4 separate regions of the Mus musculus genome follow, and all the other regions are linked to region 3. A link is a contact called in public HiCAR-type, HiChIP or PLAC-seq and promoter capture Hi-C data. All regions are on one chromosome and are shown on one strand. Each heading gives the region's core, a stretch centred on a gene start, on an enhancer-like site or on the middle of the called end of the contact. The rest is flanking DNA. Distances are from core to core; before and after follow the strand shown. Region 1 holds the start of 4732414G09Rik (RIKEN cDNA 4732414G09 gene). Region 2 holds the start of Aspa (aspartoacylase). Region 3 overlaps Rap1gap2 (RAP1 GTPase activating protein 2). Region 4 holds the start of Haspin (histone H3 associated protein kinase).

Region 1 (5,359 bases), core at 817-3,316, 1.4 Mb after region 3:
ATTTCTAATATGTTCGGAGTTTGCCTCTAGTGTGGATCTGGGGAGTAGATAGACACACTGACTCCTGGTATGCAAATCCAGAGTCATGCATCCCTGCTACAACGATTCACTGGGTATCTGCAATATAAGAACGAGGAGGTAAACCAGTAGACCCCCAAAGACAAAGTCCCCACTCTCACCATTTGCTTTCCAGTAGAGTCATGAAGCAACAAATAAGAATGCTAGCAATAAATACATGATAGGTGCTGTGGGATGCCCTGGGAAGACAGCTACTACAACAAGACAGGGCAGGAGCAAGATGCTAGGGACACAATTGATGTAGCGCAGAGAGGGTTTGTACACAATGCAAGCTCTAAGCAGCTTTGGAAGGAGAAAGGCGGTACACAGTGTAGACACTTGGAGAACAGCAACTGGAGCCAGAGGGACTGGCCCATAGGTGCAAGTGCCATGAGGTGGGACAGTGCTTGCTCTGTATGAAGACCAGCACAGCAGATGTGGCTGCAGTGGAAAGTTCCTTAGTGGAGGTGTGCATCAGGAGAGAAGCTAAGGTCCACTTACACTGGCCTCGGGGGTGTTTTCCTGGCGGAGGCGACATTGTGACCACTAAGCAGGATTCCCAAGGGAGAAATGGGAGTTCACCCTGTGTCTAAAAGAGATCCCTTCCCAACGTGATAGCAATAGAGTGCTTCCCAACAGGCTTGGTTTAGGGTTTGTGAACAGAAACCAGAGGCCTCTAACACCAAAGGAGTCTTTAAGCAGGGAAGCAATTCACTTGGATAAGGTTTAAAATAAGCCCCAGTCCTGGTCTGAGGACTGGGCGTGGGGGACCAAGGAGCAGGTAGTAGGGTCTAGAACAGTCTGACCCACAGCGTATGTTGGATGGAAGAGGTAGAGATGCGCAGAAGACCCAGCCTCTTCCTTTTCCCTGGGATTTTCAAGGACACAGCTGTGCGCTTCTCTCACACCCTGAACCTGGCCAAGACAAAGAGAGGAGCTCACTGGGACACAGTCCTGGGACCCAAGGCATGTGACAGCTAGCTCTGCTCACTCTGTAACACCCTCAAGACAGACACACACCCCTTCCCTGACAGATGTAATCCTTGTCCTCGTGACCGGTGCTCACACACCACTCCATCCTGAAACGCACCCCTCAGGTACACAGGCACACTCTTGTGTCCACGTGACGCACGCACACCCGCCTCCAAACACCACACACAGCTCCCCGCGCACGTGTGCACCCTCGGAGCACCAATCCTGTACCCACCAGACCCAGAAACCACAGCGCCGCCTCCGCCACCCTCACTCAGTCAGGGGACGACTGCGCAGCAGCTGAAGTCGCTCGCTGCATCCGTCCCATTCATCACCCCGCCCCCAGCTCTCCACGGAAGACTCACGGGAGGGCTGTGGGAGAAGCGCTCTGCTGAGATCCACACGTGGGTGCACCCGTCCAGGCCCACTCCGAATAGACACGGCCTCCACCCAGAGCCGGGCCCAAGGCACCGCGCGCGCGGGGCTTCTATGCAGTCCCACAGACAGCAGCTGCGGAAGAAACGCAGGTGGTCGGGCACCCGCATAGCTGGCTTAGACAGATGCGGGCTCAGGGAACCATCCCGAGGACCTGGCCCTGCAGACACAGCGGGAATCTCTGCACACCAGATTCCGGCTGCCCACGTAGACCCGGCCTTGTAGACCACCCTTCTACAGCCCGTTGGCTGCACAGGGCGGCTCAGCCGTCCGCACCCCAGTTTCCAACTCCAAGTCCCGGCTGCTGACCCCTACCTAGGCACCTGGCGACAGTCTCTGCGGTGGGCACCAGGCTCGCTCCCGCTGTGCGCGCCCCGCCCTGCCCGCCTTGCCGGGCTAGGATCGCCCGGCTCAACCCGCTGGCGCCGCAGCTCCAGGCTGCGCTCGCTCCCCCCGCCCGCCGCCGCGCCGGCCCACGATCATTGGCTGTGCCGCGCAGCGCCCCGCAGAGATGTCCAATCAGAGTCCGGTCCTCCCGCCCAGGGGTAGAGGGGGCGGGTCTCGACGGGATCGGGAGGAGGTGGCTCGGGAGGGGCCCTGCGGATGGGCCCCGACGCGTCACGCCCCCGGCGCCCGCAGACAAGCAGGCTCGGGGAACCCGATGTCCCTCAGGCCACGTCGTGGGCCCCTCAGCCTGGCCTGAAGCGTACGATGCTTTTTTCGAGTCCTCAATCCGGTGTCCTAGTCTCTAGAGGCAAGAGCATCCCTCCTTCGGGATGAGGCCCGGTGCGTACCAAGGAGAGGCTAGGTAGAGGCCCTGGGAGAAGGGCCTGGAGTTGAGTGTTCTCCGGGGGGGTTGGGGGAGGGAAGGAGGAGGGAGATTCGTCAGAGTGCTGGGGTGGGGCGGCACTCAGGTTTGGAGAGGAGCAGGAGGTGACTGGCTGGGCTGAGGGAATGAAAAAGAGCCCTCCAGGACCAAGTGGCCTTGACTGTGGTTATGCCTGGGGACTGCCCTCACAGACTCCTGGTTCAATCCTGCTATTATTAGTCTATTGGAGATGCCCCACATCACTGCTTGCCTCAAACTCAGACCCATGTTGCTATCTCCAACCTGGTCTCACCTGTGTCTCTGTCTTAAACAGGAGTTAGAAACCAGGAGTTAGAAACCAGGAGTTACCTGTGTAGCAGGTTTTCTGACCCAACCGGGTGTAGCACAAGGATCTGCCATGTTGCCTCTTAAGATCCCTAAAGTCTCTCTCTCTCTCTCTCTCTCTCTCTCTCTCTCTCTCTCTCTCTCTCTCTCTCCCCACCATCTGCCCCTCCCTGAACTCGACCACCACGGTCATGCAGTATACCTCCACTTGATTAGTGCAGCAGCCCCACCCCTCACCCCAATCCAGTATCACTTCCCATTAACCTTTCTGGGACAACCAGAACAGGCACTAGGAACACCAGAGAGCTGCCTCTTAGGATCTTCCACTGCTTGCCACTAAGTCCCCTCAAGCCCTCCATAGCTCACCCCTCACCACTTGCCTGCCTAAACCCCACTTGTCTTTTGGCACTTAGTTCAATGCCTCTGCTGCTAGGAAGCCTTCCCCATGACCTTCTGGATACCTGGAATGCCCAGCAGCCCTTTCTCAGTGCTTTCCAGATCTCAGCACCTCTTCACCTGAGTCCTGTCTGGACTAAGAACTCTTGAGAGCAAGGGTCGAGATGAATTCGCCCAGCACAGCCTGACCTCCTGATGCATGCCCAGCATGTATTTGTTGAAATGAATAATTGGGTCCAGTAACTGGAGGATTGGATCTATAGGGCTGGAGTTCAGGAAAGAGCTGGGCTACAGAGACTCCTCCCCCCACCCCCAGTTTTGAAGATTGAATCCAGGGCTTCTTGCATTCTAAGCAAGGATGCTACTACTGAGCTATACCCCAATATTGAAGAGATGGTTTTGAGAGTCCTTGAGGATCCAGTCATAATTCTAATGGAAAGGCTCAAACAGATCAACTGAAGCAAGGCTGAGAGGATCAGATTAAGATCTAGGCAACAACAACAACAAATCTTACATATATATAAATCTTGAAAAACAGTTCTGGGCTGGTATGATGGCTCTGCTCCACAAAAGCCTTTGAGATGTGGCTCTCTCCACTCCCTGCACCAGGAAGCCCTGGAGATGGCCTTTGACCTCGTGATTCTGAATAGGGGCTGGAACTCCAGTTATCACGTATGCATTCCAGGTTTTGGAATGGAGAAAAATAATGAAGGGTCGATGCTAACTCTTTATTTTATGTGGGTGACTGTTTTGCCTACATGTATGCCTATATGTGCATCTGTGTGTGCTTACGGAGAGTTGTGAGCCACTGTGTGGGTGCTGGGAACTGAATCTGGCTCCCCTGTAAGAACAGCATGTGCTCTCAACCACTGAGCCATCTCTCTACCCCAACAGTAGCTCTTTTAAAGACAGCGCCACGGAACATTCCCTGTGCATCCCACTAACGTGAATTTTGTCACATAACCAGACCAGGTAGCAAGAGCAAGAACATGAAAAGGGGCCGGGCAGTGGTGGTGGATCCCTTTAATCCCAACACTCAGAGGCAGACGCAGGTAGATCTCCAAGTTCAAGGCCAGCCTGGACTATAGAGCGAGTTCCAGAACAGCCAAGGCTACACAGAGAAACGTATCTCGAAACAAAGCAAAGCAAAACAAAACAAAAAAAGGAAAGAAAGGGGAAAAAACCTACCACCACCACCAACAACAAATGCAACCTCCATCATAGGCAGCCAAAAGCCCAACCAAGGAGCAAGGATTATAGCACCAAGAAACCAAGAAGACCCTGTGTGTGTGTGTGTGTGTGTGTGTGTGTGAGTTCCAGAGACAATGTATATCAGGCACTGCCTTGGGCACTTCACATGTATTACCTCAACCCTAGCAGAGGTTGCCACCAGTACCCAGACACACCGAGGAGCCTTGGAGAGAAGCCACTTACCAAAGACACAGGGTGAGCCATATGAGAGCTGTAAGAGGCCTTCTTCCCCTACACTCCATGCCTGCCGGGAAACCAGGAGAGGCTGCACTGGGGTACCACTAGAACGAATCTTTGAAAAACGGTTAAATGCTGGGAGCCAAACAAGATGCAGGACCAAGTGTCCCCGTGGCTTTTACATCAAGGACTCTGCTGGTGACCTTGGCAAGGGCATCTGGAAGGGATGGGGGGTGGAGGCCAGTTACTGAGAAGGGCAAACTGGTCTTTCTGGAAGGGTGGCAACGAGGAGGGAGTAGGCTGCTCTACAGGGCAACATGAGCCAGAGAAGGAGGCAAGAGAGGAAGACGTGCAGAGCACAGGCTAAGAGAGAGGAGGCCGCCTTGGCCTGAGGTACTATTTTTCCTTCCACGCAGGAGGAAAGGAACAGTAGGCACAGACTGTGGAGACTACAAAAGAGGAGGATGGAAGGTTCTTGGCTGGGGAAGCTGGCAGAAGGCCAAGGTCTGAGAGAACAACTGGTCCATGCTGTCCACTCTGCTAGCCGCCACTACATGTAAAATAGCTACATACAGCTATTCTAGTGAATTAAAAGTAAATCAGAACTGGGTATAGTGCCGAGTATCTGTGATCTTAGCATTTGAGAGGCTGAGGCAAGAGGATCATGTGTTTAAAATCATGCCACATAATCATGCCACATAACAAGGCATTGTTTTGTTTTGTTTTGTTGAAACAAAACTAAAAAGTGAAATGACTCCAGGCCCTCACTGGCTACCCTTGGCAAGTGGCCACCATATTGGACAGTACAGATCCATCACTATGAGTAGTTGTGCTGGACAGACTGGTCTAGACAGAGCAGGGGTGGAGGTACTTAGCAGCCCTGGTTGGAGGTGAGCCCAGGCTGGAGGGTGTGCCTAT
Region 2 (5,307 bases), core at 506-3,005, 1.1 Mb after region 3:
GTCTTAGATTACAGCAGTAATTTCGAAGTGTAAGCATATTTGACTTTGTTTTATTTATACATTATAATCTTTTTAAAAACAAAAGGGATTGAGGCACTGGCTTATTAAATACTATGAAACATTTTGAATTTTTCACCATGTATTTGCTTTGTGTGTCTTGTGATTCTACATTGTGCTGGCTGTTTATGTGAGCTCTGAAAGAGCAAAATTAGAAGTTCAGAGGAATCCAAAAATAACAGAGTCACCCTGTTGTCCTGTAGTGAACACTGGCCTTAATGAGAAACATGGCTCCTGGGCCTAGCTTTCTTTTATGTAACTGTGGAAACTTAATCGGGCTGAGTGCTTCCTTCCTTTATCCTTGGCAATAAATGTCTGCCCTTTATAAATCATAAAGTGAATTTATAAATAGAGTAAGCAGACATCTGTGGGGAAAAATTACATATAAGCCTACCCTTATGATAAATGATTGCTTTATTGTGTCCTTAGGAAACAACTTAGTATGGTTTCATGTGGTGTGTGTGTGTGTGTGTGTGTGTGTGTGTGTGTGTGTGTGTGTGTGAAAATATATAATATTTCCTGTACTTTAACATTCTTGGCTTTCTGAGTGATTGAGCTTGAAATCAAGTAAGATTTGGTTCAGAGTCATTTCTCCAACGCTATGTAATCACCTTATCCTGGATTAGTTCCCCTAGTAAGACCCCCCACTTTAGGACAACACATTCCAGAAGAAAGTCTTTGATGCCAGTAAATGAGATCATGTCTGTATACCTCATACAATGTGGTTAAAATATATGTAATATATATGTAATATATGCTTCTATGTCGTTTTTGTATATATTATGTTGCAAAATATTTTCAGGTATTTAAGAGATTTGAATATTACTGGCAGCTGCTTTTCATTTGGTATTTAGACAACTTAAAAAAAAAAGACATCATAGAATTACCAAAAGCCTCATGAGACAAAAGTTAAAGATGTTTCAAAGTCACTTTTTAAAAATATTTTTTTAGCCGGGCATGGTGGCACATGCCTTTAATCCTAGCACTTGGGAGGCAAAGACAGGTGAATTTCTGAGTTCGAGGCCAGCCTGGTCTACAAAGTGAGTGCCAGGACAGCCAGGGCTATACAGAGAAACCCTGTCTCAAAAAAAAAAAAATAATAATAATAATAATTTTTATTTCATTCATTATTTGCGTGTAAGAGACAGAAGAGAAAGAGAGAGAACAGGTGCACATATGTGGCAGTCAGAGGACAACTTTCAGAAGTTGGTTCTCTCCTCAGGATTGAACTCAGCAACATTTTTGCCTGCTGCGTTTCTGCCATGCTCTATGTCACCCACCCTATCATGACTGGGCTCTTGTGCCTCTGCTGTGGACAGCTATGCTCAAAGAAAGGAGCTGTGCTGTTCAAGAGGAGGTCAGAGACATCAATGCCTTCAGATCAGCAAAAGTGCTTACTTTGGAAATGTTTTAAATGTCAGTGGGAACAAAAACACTGAATAAACCATATTGTTATATTTGGGAGGATTGGGCTTAATGTGGTATTATTTTATAAATAATCATTCTGAACAGAAGACAGGATTTTTATAGCAGGGGATGCTAGCACAATTGTACTTCGATCTGCTGACCATCTGAGTTAGAAGTTAACAGCTGCATCACGATCCTTGATCCTTGCATATTTTAATCCAAATATGGTCAAGGGAGGGGTTACAGAAGGGAGTGTCCATAGAATAAACAGGCTGGGAAGTTGTGACAGAAACAGTTGTGAAGTCAGTTCTCAAGAGAGCTCTGTATTTTGCACTTCTCAATTAGATCTAAACTTGGAAACTTTTCTCAGAAGTTAACTGTCCTTTGACCTCTTCTCTTCTGAATTGCAGAAATCAGACAGGATCTTGGTATTTGTTAAAATGACCTCTTGTGTTGCTAAAGAACCTATTAAGAAGATTGCCATCTTTGGAGGGACTCATGGAAATGAACTGACCGGAGTGTTTCTAGTTACTCACTGGCTAAGGAATGGCACTGAAGTTCACAGAGCAGGGCTGGACGTGAAGCCATTCATTACCAATCCAAGGGCGGTGGAGAAGTGCACCAGATACATTGACTGTGACCTGAATCGTGTTTTTGACCTTGAAAATCTTAGGTAAGACTGTTCTCTAGTCTCTGAGGGTATATATAGGTGAGAAGTGTTAGTCATTGGGAAAGAGAACGTGTAAATGCTCCTAGTAAGTAGTCAGATCCACACATAGAACATCTGTGGTGAATAAGATCACTTTCACTTTTAATCATGCTGCTTTACAAATTATGCAACTACACAAACTGGGCACTCACGCGCTCTAATCTTCTTTTTGCTCTATGCCATCCAGTATACAGCAAAAAATAAGAAATATATGTAGTTTTGACTCATCTGACTTGAAAGACACAAATATAATAATCCTCTATGTAAATTTGTGTTGAGCAACATGTAAAAATAAAAATCTAAATTCTCAAAAAAATAATAATAAATGACTGTTTGGTCGTTATACCGGTAAACATACTGTTGTGTGGGAAACTCACCACCATGCTTTCTTGTAGGTTTGTCTTCCTCACTATGTCCAGTGAGGAAATTATGACATTTTGATTAGTACTTTTTGAATGAAAGGGTGAGTAAGCACCAGGAATATGCCTTCTTCATTGCAGATATGATTTCCAGGCAGTAAAGACTCTGGTACAAACTAATAAAAAATAGCTAGATAATAGAAATATATGGACTTATGGTTTGGGCTTTTTTTTTTTTTTTTGGTTTTTGGTGTTTGTTTGTTTTTTGGTTTTTTCTAGAGGGTTTCTCTGTGTAGCCCTGGCTGTCCTGGAACTCACTCTGTAGATCAGGCTGGCCTTGAACTGTACTTATGTTTTAAAAATATGGTTGAGAGACTCAGTAGAGAAGTTGTTCTAAACCATTATCGTGTATAGAACAACCTAGAGGTTCTTCTGTTCCTTAGCCACACTGACAGGCTGGATGAGGTACTGAACACAGACACATGCATCAGGGACAGGCAGTATTGTACACAGACAGACACAGCAGTGGGGATAGGCAGAGGAAAGGAGAAGAAACGGGTGAAATAATAAAAACCATGAGTAAATAATAATAATAATAAAACCCTTTGTAAATTCTTGTATCTATAAGATTTTGTCCAGACAGCCCCCAGCCTGCAATTCTAGCTGCTTGGGAAGCTGAGGCAGGAGGCAATCCTCCATCCTTGGCTGCAGAATAAATTCAAAGCTAGCCCACTTGAGAGTATTGTATTGTGATGTCAACACTTGTTCCAGAAAAATGCATGTAAGTATGTTTGTGTAAGTTTGTGGTTTGTCATTTGTAAACTGTGTCCCTGATCCAGTAGTCATTCCCAGTCTTCGATGTAAAATACCCAATGAAGACATGAGCACCAGGGTTTGACTCCCTCCTTTCACTAGCACCATAGTGCTGGGGATGGTACAATTAATAAGCAGTGCACCATAACTACAAGCAAGTGCTTATAAAATTAAAGGGTATATTTCATTCAAGGTTGAAGTCACGTGGTAAATTTTCTTTGTGAAGCCCTACCTGAGATCAGCCACATAAATAAACCTAACATTTTATGAGCATGCCAGTGCAGCACCGGACATATGGAATCAGTTGGAAAAAAAGTGCAGAGGTTTTTTTGTCATTTGCAGAGGTTTCAGATAAGTTTTCATGTCCCTCATGGATTTGTTTTGGTTTGTTTGCTTTTTCAAAAGAAACTGTGTGTAACTGCTGTCCTAGAACTAACTCTCTGTTTCTCTCTGTCTCTTTCTGTCTCTGGCTCTGTCTCTCTCTGTCTCTCTGTCTCTCTGTCTCTCTGTCTCTCTCTCTCTCTCTCTCTTTCTCTCTCTCGACTGGATGGGGCTCAAAAGTCCACCTAAAGATCTACTTCAGAGACTCACTTGCCTCTGCCTCCCTAGTGTTGGGATTAAAGGCATGTGCCACCACTGCCCGGCTTTCCTCTTTAATTTTTAATATATAAGGTTTACAGCTCGTTCTTTGTGTACTGTTTCTGTTTTATGTTTATGTTATCATAGCCATAGACATTGTTAATCTTTTTCTTTCTACTAAAACAGCAAAGAGATGTCTGAAGACTTGCCATATGAAGTGAGAAGGGCTCAAGAAATAAATCATTTATTTGGTCCAAAAAATAGTGATGATGCCTATGACCTTGTTTTTGACCTTCACAACACCACTTCTAACATGGGTTGCACTCTTATTCTTGAGGATTCCAGGAATGACTTTTTAATTCAGATGTTTCACTATATTAAGGTAATCTCAATGTTATTGTGTTATATTAGGATCCTTACTTTTAAGTCATTGAAAGATGTCAAGAAGACAGGAAAGAGAAATGGGTTATATTCCATAGCAAAATGGGAGGCTGGATGAGGTATTGTACAAAGATACAGAGGCAGTGATGATAGGGAAAAGAAAGTAAAATAATAAACACGGTAAGTAAAATAATAAAACATCTATGAATACTTGAATTTATAGAGCTAAAAATTCTATCCAGATGGCCACTAAACATGTAGTATTTGTTAAAACTAAGTAAAAATAATACCAAATTTTAAACAATACAGTTGAAGCATCTCCATTGTGGAGCCTTAGAAAGATCATGAAGAGACCACTCAGTGTTGACTAAAGTCCTAGGATAGAGAGACTTGGTTGTGTAGTGTCTTGCCTTTGGCCCACTTGGTTCCTGTGCACTGACACATCTTTGAATGTTTTATGAGTGCATCAAGACTTCAATCCTGGCAGAAAATCAGTGTCAGGCCCAGGCACTTCAGCTGAAGTTCCAAAAGTGTAGTCCACTTGACCCGTCCAGCAGGTCCAGTTATTCAAGGGTCTCGAGGGGACCTTCTCCTAATAACCAAATGGGGGGGGTAGAGAGAGATAAGGGTCTTGTGCGAATAACGACATGGAAACCGTTCTGGATTGCATCAAGACCCCCAATGTATTGAGAAAGGCCCAAGGCTTAAACACACAAGCAAAAGGGAAAGTACAGATACTTATCAGCGGGAGGGGTGGGGCAATAATAGCAAAAGGAGAAGTACTTATCAGTGGGGAGGAGCAATAGAATTGCACATTCTTTAGGCAGTTACACGAGGAAGCAGGAACTTGACGGTATCAGGGTGTGGTCAGGACATCGGCGATGACTTAGGGCTGGAACATCCCTTGGTTGTTCTCGGAATCGATGCGTCGGTGGCCCGCTTTTGACCCCCTTTTCTTCTTGGGGGGGAGGCCCAATTCAGAGATCAGGACAATAGTGTTGT
Region 3 (4,836 bases), core at 1,533-4,032:
TTCAGGCTGATAACCCCGGCACAGAGACCCCATCCTACAAGGTAAGGAAAAAGCCTCCATTGGGGTAGTCATGGGCCCATGTACATTCCTAGGGTTGGAGGGCTCAGTGACAGCAAGAGACACCAGTTCATTACCAGTATTGCAGTCCCCATGGTTGGCCCAGCTTCTGGGATTTGGAGCCTGGCTCTGGGTGGAGAGTGCCCTCTGAGGTCTCCATCTGCTGCTGGTAGCTTTTCAGCTTCTCATACAACAGTGAAGAAGCCCTGAGCACTGGCCACTGTGATAGCATTAGCTAGAGTAAGCCAAAGGAGGAAGAGGGGAGGAGGAGGGGGAAAGGGAAGAGGACGGGAGGAGGAGGATAAAATCAGGAGGGGAGGAGGAGGGAAGAAGTAGAAGGGGGAGGAGGGGAGAAGAAGGTGGGAGGAAGGGAGGAGGAGGGGAGGAGGAGAAGGAGAGGTGCAGAGAAAGGGGAGAGGAAGACAAGAGAAGATGAAGGCTAGAGAGGCCTCACAGACCCTGGTCTCTGCATCAGGATGGTGTGGACAAATAAACAAATTTAATTGGAAGATTTTGGTGAGAATGCAAGACCTGGGTGAGACTCATGACCGGGGACTTTTCTTTCTTTCTAAGATGAAAGCTAAAAATGTTATCCTGGTCACTGCTGGTGACACATGCCTGTAATCCCCAAATCCTGGCAGATGTGAGGGCGGGGGCAGGGGAGTCAGGAGTTTCAAGCTAGCCTGGCCTACATAGTTGAGACCCTGTTAAAAATAAATAAATAAAAAGAGGATGTGGAGGGCGTGGGAGATGAGAGAGATTAAAGGAAGTTCGATTTTAGTCAGGTATGCTGCATGCAAGTGTGTAAATAGTACATTAAACTCCATTAATATGTATAATTAGCACACGCTATTTAAAAAAGAGAAAGAAAGAAAGAGAGAGAGAGAGAGAAAGAAAGAGAGAAAGAGAAAGAAAAGGGTCACCTGCTGTAACAGGAGGAGGTGTATGGGATATAGTAGACTGTTTCGGCTCCCAGCCCTCAGCATCAGACAGAAATAGGACACACTCCTTTGTCCTCTTCACTGGCTGCTTCTTCACCTCCCTTCTTTCTCATAACCCCCCAGGGCAGCACATCTCTGTAGTCCATTGGTTTGAGGGGCCTAGGACTCATAGGAGATAGGCTGAGCTGGGGATTTTAGGGTAGGGCTAGGTAGTCTCCAAGCCCACAGAGATCTTGTGAGTAAAACCAAGTGCTGGTTTCTGTTTGTTTTTTGTTTGTTTGTTTGTTTCCTGGGAAGAGAGATCAGAGTTCAGTTCCCACAGGGTCCCCTGCATCACAGAACACTGGGTACCAGCATCTTAAGACCCCTTCCCACTACTGAGGCGGGTTTGAATTTGGAAAGATGCCCGTGTCTTCTAAGGTGCTCCCCAGAGCACCCCTCCCCCCCAGGCACTATGGGTGATGCATAAACTGTGAGGAGAACTGGGTTAGCTCCCTCAGGGCCCCCTGGCTGACACTGGGCCTTAGCTGAACCCTGAAGTAGGAGGGCCAACAATGAAAAAGGAGAGTAAAGGCGGGAGGGACCCCAGAAGACAGAATGACCGAGCAGCCTGGGGTCTCTGCTTCTGTCTCTTTGTTGATGTGTGACTGCAAGTCAGTTCCTTCCCTCTCTGGGCCTTTGTTTCTATCTTTGCAAAACAGGAAATCTGGATTTTAAAGCCTCAGGGTCCTTCTAGCCATGGCTACTTATGGGAGCAGAGACAGGCAGGATGGGGTATGGGCTGCCGGATGGTTTGGGGAACTCTGTGATGAAGGTGACCTTTTGTACATGTAGGTCGACAGGGAAAGTAAAGACAAAAAACCTGAGTGATTGATGGTGGCTTCTGCTCTGGGCCAGGCTTTGCATTACAGCAGTCTTCTTCGTCTTCTACATTTGTGTGTGTGTGTGTGTGTGTGTGTGTGTGTGTGTGTGTGCATGCGTGTGCATATGGAAATCAGAGGCCAACTTGCAGGAGTCAGTTCTCTCCTTCCACTATGTGGCTCCTAGGGATTGAACCCAGGTTGTTAGGTTTGGTGGCAAGTGCCTTTAGCCACAGAGCCGTCTTTCTAGCCCCTCGGATAGTCTTCTTGAAGTCTAACAAGGCCCATTAGTCTGCTCATAGGGAAGAGATTGAAGCTGATTGATGCTGAGGGCACTTAGAGCTGAGGCCGCAGAGCCAGGGAGCCGGGAGCTGGAAGTCTTCCCAGGAGCCTCTGGGGCATGTGAGAAACCGGCCCCGTGGGTGTGTGTGAAGTGTGGCTGGAATTGAATCACTTCTCAGGTAGGGCTATCTCATTCCCATTCACTCCAGGTTGGAAAGAGATTCCAGCTCAGCAATCAATAGGATTCCCCCATCCCTCCCTGCAGGGGCCAGTCCACCTCACTCCTGGAGTTCTGCCAAGGTTTCAAGACTTGGCTGTGAAACAGGCAGCTGGGGAGGGCCTTCCCTTGCCTATCCTGACTCCCTCTGAGCAGCCCTGCCAGTCTTCTGGGTGGCAGGCCATCCCTGGACATGGGGGTTTTGTTGGGTCTCTAGCCTTCCCTCTCTAAGCTCCCCTGGGCATCTGGTTGTAAGCCGAGAGGAGGGGGAGACCGAGGTCAGAGGAGGAGCTAGGATACGGATGGGACGTGGATGGACATTACCAGAAAGGTCTTGGGCCCTGCCCTGCTGCCCTGTGGATTTAAAGGCATTCCTAAGACCCTTACCCTGTCAGAATAGACTACTTTAATGCAGGCCTGAGGAGGAGGGGCCGGGCTAGGGAAACAGCTGGGCCTGCAGGCATCTGTGCTTTGTCCCACATGTCCCAGATACCCAGAGTGGGCAGCCAGATTCTTCTTCTGAGATGGAACAAAACAAAACAAAAACCAAAAACCTGACACACAAGCTTGATAAGTCCCCAGATTGTCTCTGTCCTCAATACCTGTGTGTCTGTGTCCCCCTTCCCAACATAACAAGTACACATGTGCACTAGACTTGGGCCACCAGTGCATGGTTGGTGGCTGGGGGTGGGGGTGGGCTGTGTCTAGCAGCTGGGGCTCAGCCAGAAATCTTGTCAGTGAACACAAAACCATTTCTTGAGACTCTGAGTACCTCAGTTTGGGCCATGTAAATGGCCTTGAGCTTGTAAGAAGAAGGCCCCATTGACCAAAGCTCTGCTTCTCCCCGCTGGACCTGGCAGGGCCCCAAGCTGCCTGCTCACCCAGTCTGGCAGACTCTTGCATCTGCCCTACTTCACAGGACAGAGTGGTTGGCAGCCTGCCAGGGCCTTCACGTCAGCCACTGCTAGTGAAGGGATAGGGCAGCCTCCCAAGAGCCCTGTAGCCTCAGGGGCTAACAGCAGGTGAAACCTAGGTACTTGCACAAGAGAGGAGGTGAGGAGTGGAAGCCACCTGCTGCAGGACCACCCTTGTGCTGGAGTCTCTGGATGGTCTTACAGTCCAGCCTCAGCATCTGGCCAGAGCCTGGATGTCCCCCATCCTCTTTCCCAGTCAATGCCCTTGGTATCTCTGTGCCCAAGCCTCAGCCAGAATGACTGGCTCCACATGTAGAGCCAGGCTTCAGACCTGGGTCACTGCCTGTGTCAACTTGCAGAGCCCCAAGCTTTCCTTGCAACCAGTATTTACTTGTTTCTTTAAAAAAATTATTTGTTGTTGATTTTGCTACTGGTGGCGTGTGTGTGTATGTATGTGTATGTGTGTGCATGAGCGTGCATGTGCACATGTGTACTTGTTATGTTGGGAGGGGGGACACAGACACACAAGTACTGAGAGAAGAGACAATCTAGGGACTTACCAAGCTTGTGTGTCAGGTTTTTGTTTTTTTAATCTGTGGAGCCATTTCTGTGGTCCAGTAGTTACCTTTTAAACACTCTGAGTTTGATTTATGGCTAGGTTAATGGGGAGTCAGAGTTGGGTTGGAGCAGTCTGGATTCTCTGTGCCCCTTTCTCTGGTTTTAGGGTGCTTGTTCCATGTCTTAGCCATCTGTTTCCTCATCAGTAAAATGAGCAGTAGTTCTCAGTTGCTTTCTCTGGGATGGATGCTGTAATGGGGTAGGGAGGCAAACCTCCTGGCCACCACCTGCACTGTCTGTACTTAGGGTCTCAGTGGTTCCCCAGCCCAGGGCATCATCTGGCCAACTTGCTTCTGGCCCTTAGGAAGGCAGAGGGAAGGATGCCGGATTCCATCCCATCCAACCCACTAGAGGAGCATCGTATGGGGCTCGTGGGTGATGCTCACATAGACGTTCTGTGTTCTGGGAAGGAGGGAAGGGGTATGTTGGTCTTCTGTAAGGTGTGGGACTCCTAGTCTGTCTTAGTCCACATGAAATTGTTTCATTCAGGTATCAGTCACTGCTAGGGAAGATGTGCCTGCCTTTGGTCCCCCTCTGCCAAGCCCGCCTGTTTTCCAGAAGGTAAGAACCTTTTCTTTTATACTTGTCCCATCCCAGACCCCAGATCTCTGTACCCATGTGTCAGTAGTTGGAATGGGCTTGAATGTAGACTGGGAACATTGTGGGGAGATCCTGTTATAGCTTTGGGGGTATCTCCTTTCTGGATATCTCCCACCTCACCCTTTGAGGTCAATGTGGCCCTTGTTGGGAGTTTGATGCCAGGGTTGTCCTCCTGTTTTTAGAAGGACTTTTATACTGTGCTCTAGACCCAGGAGCCAGCCTCAAGCATTGCCTCCAGTGACCAAGGTGCCCTATGGAGGGTGGGTTTCCCAGCGCTGGGGAAGCTGGCTTTCAAGTTGGTACATTAGCAGGCAGGCCTGGCCTTGGCTGGAAATGACCGGATATGA
Region 4 (5,167 bases), core at 2,399-4,898, 1.3 Mb after region 3:
AGAAAAGAAAGGAAAAGAAAAGAAAAGAAAAGAAAATTCAGGGTTGGACAGATGGCTTAATGGTTAGGAGCACTTTGGGCTCTGCTAGAGGACCTGGGCTGGGCTTAGTTCCCAGCAGCCATGTGGAGGATTACAACTATATGTAACTTCAGTTCTAGGGTATCCCTCCAGTTCTAGGGTATCCCTCCAGTTCTAGGGTATCCCTCCAGTTCTAGGGTATCCAACAATCTTTTTTTCCTTTAGATTGATTGATTGATTGATTGATTGATTTTATATGTATGAGTGTTTTGCCTGCATCTGTGTCTGTGAGCCATGTGCACACATGGTGCCTGCTGAGTTCAGAAGAGATCCTAGAACAAGAATCAGAGATGAGTGTCAGCCACCATGTAGGTGCTGAAGAACCTCCGTCTTCAGCAAGAGCAGCCTACATTCTTAACCAGTGAGCCATCTCTCCAGCTCCCAACATCCTCTTCCGTCTTCCTTGAGGACCAGGCACACATGTGGTGCACAGATATATGGGCAGACAAAATACATATAAAATAAAATTTAAAAAGAAAAAGAATGAACACGCAGGGTGACATGCGTGAGAACATTTAGCCCACACCATAGGCATCAGTTTGGCTTTGTTTACATTTTTGAAAAATGAACTCCAACACTTCTAATGCTTGGTCTAAGTCCTATAAAAGAATTAGGCACTGAACACTCTTCTGCTCAACACTGTAACAGACACTAATATTGCATACTAGGAAGACAGTTTGTGTACTCAAAGGTAACTTCTCCAGTAGGAAACATTTTTAACTCTTTTTTGTTTTTTTTTGTTTTTTTTTTTTTTTTTGGTTTCTTTGTTTTTTTCGAGACAGTGTTTCTCTGTGTAGCCCTGGCCATCCTGAAACTCACTCTGTAGACCAGGCTGGCCTCGAACACAGAAATCTGCCTGCCTCTGCCTCCTAAGTGCTGGAATTAAAGGCCTGTGCCACCACTGCCCAGTTTAACCCTTTTCTAAGTTATTTTCAAAATCAATAGATTTTTAAACTAAGTACACACCATTGTTGGTTCCTATTTCACAAAAGAGAAACTGAGGCAGAAGCTCAGGGTCACAAGGGCGGTTGGTAGTGCAGACAAGGTCAGAAGTGGCAATGGCTTTCCCAGAACACTAATCAGAAAACAGGCAGGCATTACCTTCGTCCTGTGGTTCTCTGCATTCAGCCCCTCATAGAGAGATTTGTTGAAAGATATTTCACCAAGGATCGGCAGTTCAGATACATCTCTTAGTAACTATAAGGTGGGGAAAGTTGGGGTGTGGGGGAACATGAAACATGGCTTAGACTTGAGCTCACGGTTTCTAGAGAGTTCCAACCATCTTTCCCTTCTAATAACCCCTTCTCCAATATTCCCTTAGCCTTCATAAGTGATTGCAGCACCCACCCAGCTATCCAAGCAACAAGTCTGTAGCCACTCCCCCATCCCCCAACTTCAATTACACATGACCTCATGCCACAACCTCCATCCACAGTCAGTTCCAGACAGCCCTAAAACATCCTGCCTCACACACCCCTTCTCCTTCAGCCCCACTCCTAGGTCAGGAGACCACACTGCTCTCATCGGACTCTCCACACAATGGTAAACTTGACCATTTGTTCCCACCTCATAGTAAGGCCTCTCTAGAGAAAATAACATTTGAGTAATGTTATACGAAGTAACTACATTACAAAGGCCCACTGGCTACAATAACATTAGCAAGTTAAAAAATAGAAACAACACATAAGAAAGAGACAGGAGAGAAAGGGTGAAGGATTAAATACAGACCAGATCATGTAATTCTTTGCACACCAAGAAAGAAGTATGGGTTTTAAGCTAAATGTATCCAACTCTAAAGTCCACTGCTTCTGTTCATTTGGAGTTTCTGGTCCAAAGTTTTTTTTTTTTTTTTTTTTTTTTTTTCGAGACAGGGTTTCTCTGTATAGCCCTGGCTGTCCTGGCACTCACTTTGTAGACCAGGCTGGCCTCGAACTCAGAAATCCGCCTGCCTCTGCCTCTCGAGTGCTGGGATTAAAGACATGCGCCACCATGTCCGGCTTTGGTCCAAAGTTTTAAAGGAGGATCCTAATGCTAAATGAATTATTTCGTGTTTTAAAAAATATTGTGCACGGGGAGGGGGGGGGCGCGCGGCTGGAGAGAGGTCTCAGCAAATAAGAACACTGACTGCACTTCCAGTGGTCCTGAGTTCAATTCCCAGCAACCACATGGTGGCTCACAACCATCTGTAATGGGATCCGATGCCTTCTTCTGGTGTGTCTGAAGATAGCTACAGCGTACTTCTTGTATACAATTTAGAAAAAATAAGTGTGCATGTATGTGCACATATGCATGGAGACCAAGAGAGGAAGTTAGATCCTCCAACAGCTGGAGTCCCAAGTAGTTGTGAGCTGCCCAACTTGAGTGCTAGGAGCCGAAGCAACATATCCTCTGTAAGAGCGCATGCTCTGAACTGCTGAGCCACCTCTCCAGCTCTTTTTTTTTTTTTTTTTTTTGGTTTTTTTCGAGACAGGGTTTCTCTGTAATAGCCCTGGCTATCCTGGAACTCACTTTGAAGACCAGGCTGGCCTTGAACTCAGAAATCCGCCTGCCTCTGCCTCCTGAGTGCTGGGATTAAAGGTGTGTGCCACCACGCCTGGCCCTCCAGCTCTTGAAGAACTATTTGTACTGGTTAGGGGGGAAGCCAAGACAAAGAGGGCATGTCCAAGGTTATGCAACAGGCCAGAGACGGTGACCTAAATTACAGCCACATCAATAGAGACAGAGAGAAGTGATTTCATATGTATTCTGAAGGTGGGATGGCAGGGTTTGCTGCTGGGATACACTTGGGGATGAAACAAAGAGGTAATCACAGGTCATTCCAACATGTCTTAGTATGGAAAAAGATTAAAATCCCTACTAAGTAACTTGCTAAGAGCTGTTTGAGACAGGCCAATCAAATGATCTATTTTGAACGGCACCTTTCAGATGCTATTATCCTTTCTTAGAGGATAGGTCCTCTAGGATTGGACGACCCAATCTGCAGTCTCTCAGTCTCAAGTACCTGCTTAGTGTGGCCCACGGAGATCTCTGCGGCCACGGTTACATTTTCTTTATTAGATGTGATAGCACAGACCACTGAATGCCATTCTTTTACATGCTGCAAAAGCAAAAGGTGAGTCTGCTTACTCCCTTTTCGTGTTTTAGGATTGAAAATCTGAATATCTAAGATAGGGCATCCAAGGTCCCAGAGCAGACATTTGAGCAAGTCCCCTTCGCCCAAGCCAAGTGTCAGTTATCCTGGCAAACAGGACCAGAGAGGCTGAAAGTCTCAGAAAGAACACTGCAGAAGCAGTCACCCTCTCAAGAGGCTCTCCACATCCCTCTCTCGGGCTCTTGAGACGACTTCGCTCACCTGCACAGGATCGCTTCCACACGCAGGCTCTTGACTCTGGGTGCACTCAGTGTGGTCCTGAAAAGAGAGCCTTTGCTGAGCCACCCTGAGCTCCAAGTCCCGCTAGGCATCTGCCCCCTGCCGGCTTCCGGGAGGTCAGGCAGGCTGCGCAGCCGAGGGCCGGCGCTAGGACCCAGCGGGCCGACGGGCGCTCGCGCGCTCGCCGCAGTCTCGCGGTGTTTCTGTTTGAAACGCCGGGCGGGCGCTCGCTATGGCACAGGCTCACCCGCGGTCGGGTACCCGGCTCTTTCGAACGTACGCGGCGAGGGGCGTCCGGGGGTCGCAGCGGCAGCCTGGCGGGCTGGCTGAGCAATGGTTCCAGCCGCCGAACCTGAAGCGCGCCTTCAGCAGCAGCCTCAGCGACAGTAACGAGTCGCCGGCTGTCGCTTCCGACGACCCGGACGACCCCGACTTCCCCGGCAGCCTCGTGGGCCAGCGGCGGAGGCGTCCTCGGGGCAGCGGCTCCCGGAACCAGCGGACCCTGACAAACACTCCAAGAGTCCAAAGGCTGCGACCTCGGCTCCCGCAGAAGTGCAGCACCCCGTGCAGCCGGCTGCGACCGCCACCTTTCCCCAACTGCAGCCCGGGCTGCCTCGGGTCGGACCACAGTGTGTGCATCCAGTCCAGGGACAGCAACGAGCTGGGCACCAGTGCCTCCCTCTTCAGCTCTCCGGCCTCGCCCGGAGCCCCCGACCCTTTGTATGCTGACTCTGCAGTCCCCGGGAGCTTCCACTTGCCGGCAGCCTCCCTAAGTGAACCGTCTGTGCCCTGCCCCCAGGTGGCAGCAACCGGTGACAGGTACACCGGGAGGGCCCTCCGAGCCGAAGCCAGCTTCAGGTCATCTCTCTTTAGCCTTGTGAACTCAGGGGCCACAGAAGAGAACAAGTTTGGGACAGATGGGGAGAATGTGAAGGAATCGTGTTGTGAAAGAAGACAGCAGATGGGAAACAGACTAACGGACCCTGATCTGACAAGCCCGGGAAAGAGAAAGGCCGCGTGTAAAAAGGTTGTGTCCCAAGGAGTCGACCAGAGAGACTATGAGGAGTCCAGTGCTTGCAAAGACCTTCGTGTACCAGGGGAAATCAGCAGGCCTAAGAGAACTGGGCCACTCCGGAAGAGGAAACAGCAAGAAGCAACGGGAACCCCTCCCCGCCACTACCACCAATCTAAGAAGAAAAGGAAAGCGTCAGTCTCCTTATGGAACTTGAATACTAGCCAGAGGGATTCTTGGACCAAAACCAGAGCCTCCTTCGGTTTCCACAAGAAGAAAATTATAACCAGTGTGATAGAGGTATGCAGTTCTGTTGCCAGTTCTTCCTCCAGGTCCCTCCTGTCTGAATGTTCGACCCCTCCTATCAAGAACAGAGCACACCTTACTGTTTCTTCTCGATGCTCTTCTGTGTATTTGCTAAGTCCCTTAAAGACCCTGCATGTCACAGACCAAAGGCCATCTTATGCTGAAAAGGTTTATGGGGAGTGTAATCAGGAAGGGCCCATCCCCTTTAGTGATTGCCTTTCCACGGAAAAACTGGAACGGTGTGAGAAGATTGGGGAAGGAGTGTTTGGAGAAGTGTTTCAGATAATTAACGACCAAGCACCTGTAGCCCTAAAAATCATTGCTATTGAAGGGTTAGATTTAGTCAATGGGTCCCACCAGAAAACCTTTGAGGAAATCCTGCCGGAGATCATTATCTCCAA

Evidence for each region. Promoter capture Hi-C pulls out the DNA fragments that hold promoters and counts their contacts. HiCAR-type assays count read pairs that join an accessible place to other places. HiChIP or PLAC-seq counts read pairs in DNA pulled down with a chosen protein or histone mark.
Region 1: a contact with region 3 is called in an H3K27ac HiChIP or PLAC-seq map of stem cell-derived neural progenitor cells, with 10 times the contacts expected there. The contact joins the promoter of 4732414G09Rik here to the enhancer-like site in region 3. A contact is called at or near these places in 5 of 39 promoter capture datasets (cranial neural crest, frontonasal cranial neural crest, liver and 2 more), 4 of 115 datasets of contacts at active chromatin or transcription factors (embryonic forebrain, embryonic limb bud, embryonic midbrain and 1 more) and 1 of 9 other capture datasets (liver).
Region 2: a contact with region 3 is called in a HiCAR-type map of astrocytes, with 8 times the contacts expected there. The contact joins the promoter of Aspa here to the enhancer-like site in region 3. A contact is called at or near these places in 7 of 39 promoter capture datasets (the 3T3-L1 cell line, the SN4741 cell line, cranial neural crest and 3 more), 5 of 115 datasets of contacts at active chromatin or transcription factors (astrocytes, embryonic stem cells, kidney and 1 more) and 2 of 9 other capture datasets (adipose tissue and embryonic stem cells).
Region 4: a contact with region 3 is called in a promoter capture Hi-C map of the C10 cell line, with 17 times the contacts expected there. The contact joins the promoter of Haspin here to the enhancer-like site in region 3. A contact is called at or near these places in 12 of 39 promoter capture datasets (the 3T3-L1 cell line, the C10 cell line, cranial neural crest and 7 more), 4 of 115 datasets of contacts at active chromatin or transcription factors (the 230-238 cell line, large pre-B cells, pro-B cells and 1 more) and 1 of 9 other capture datasets (macrophages).

The regions. Positions count from the first base shown.
Region 1 is chr11:73,015,548-73,020,906 of GRCm38.p6, reverse strand. It overlaps 4732414G09Rik (RIKEN cDNA 4732414G09 gene), which reads left to right and starts at 2,066. Exons shown (of 3, transcript NR_152202.1): 1 at 2,066-2,250; 2 at 4,394-4,459; 3 at 4,858-5,051. Camkk1 (calcium/calmodulin-dependent protein kinase kinase 1, alpha) reads right to left here and starts at 1,919. Exons shown (of 16, transcript NM_018883.3): 1 at 1,780-1,919.
Region 2 is chr11:73,321,085-73,326,391 of GRCm38.p6, reverse strand. It overlaps Aspa (aspartoacylase), which reads left to right and starts at 1,755. Exons shown (of 6, transcript NM_023113.5): 1 at 1,755-2,137; 2 at 4,111-4,306. The coding sequence starts at 1,905.
Region 3 is chr11:74,407,502-74,412,337 of GRCm38.p6, reverse strand. It overlaps Rap1gap2 (RAP1 GTPase activating protein 2), which reads left to right. Exons shown (of 25, transcript NM_001015046.3): 14 at 1-41; 15 at 4,379-4,450. Among named protein-coding and RNA genes, the nearest start is that of Olfr412, 45 kb to the right of the region's middle. Within about 2 kb of position 2,782, at least 133 of the 459 cell types and tissues checked have an H3K27ac peak or open chromatin away from gene starts, as enhancers often do. A contact at or near this core is called in adipose tissue, astrocytes, embryonic forebrain and 2 more, where this site is marked.
Region 4 is chr11:73,136,775-73,141,941 of GRCm38.p6, reverse strand. Haspin (histone H3 associated protein kinase) reads left to right here and starts at 3,648. Exons shown (of 1, transcript NM_010353.2): 1 at 3,648-5,167. The coding sequence starts at 3,681. Itgae (integrin alpha E, epithelial-associated) reads right to left here. Exons shown (of 31, transcript NM_008399.3): 27 at 3,431-3,487; 28 at 3,080-3,175; 29 at 1,180-1,275.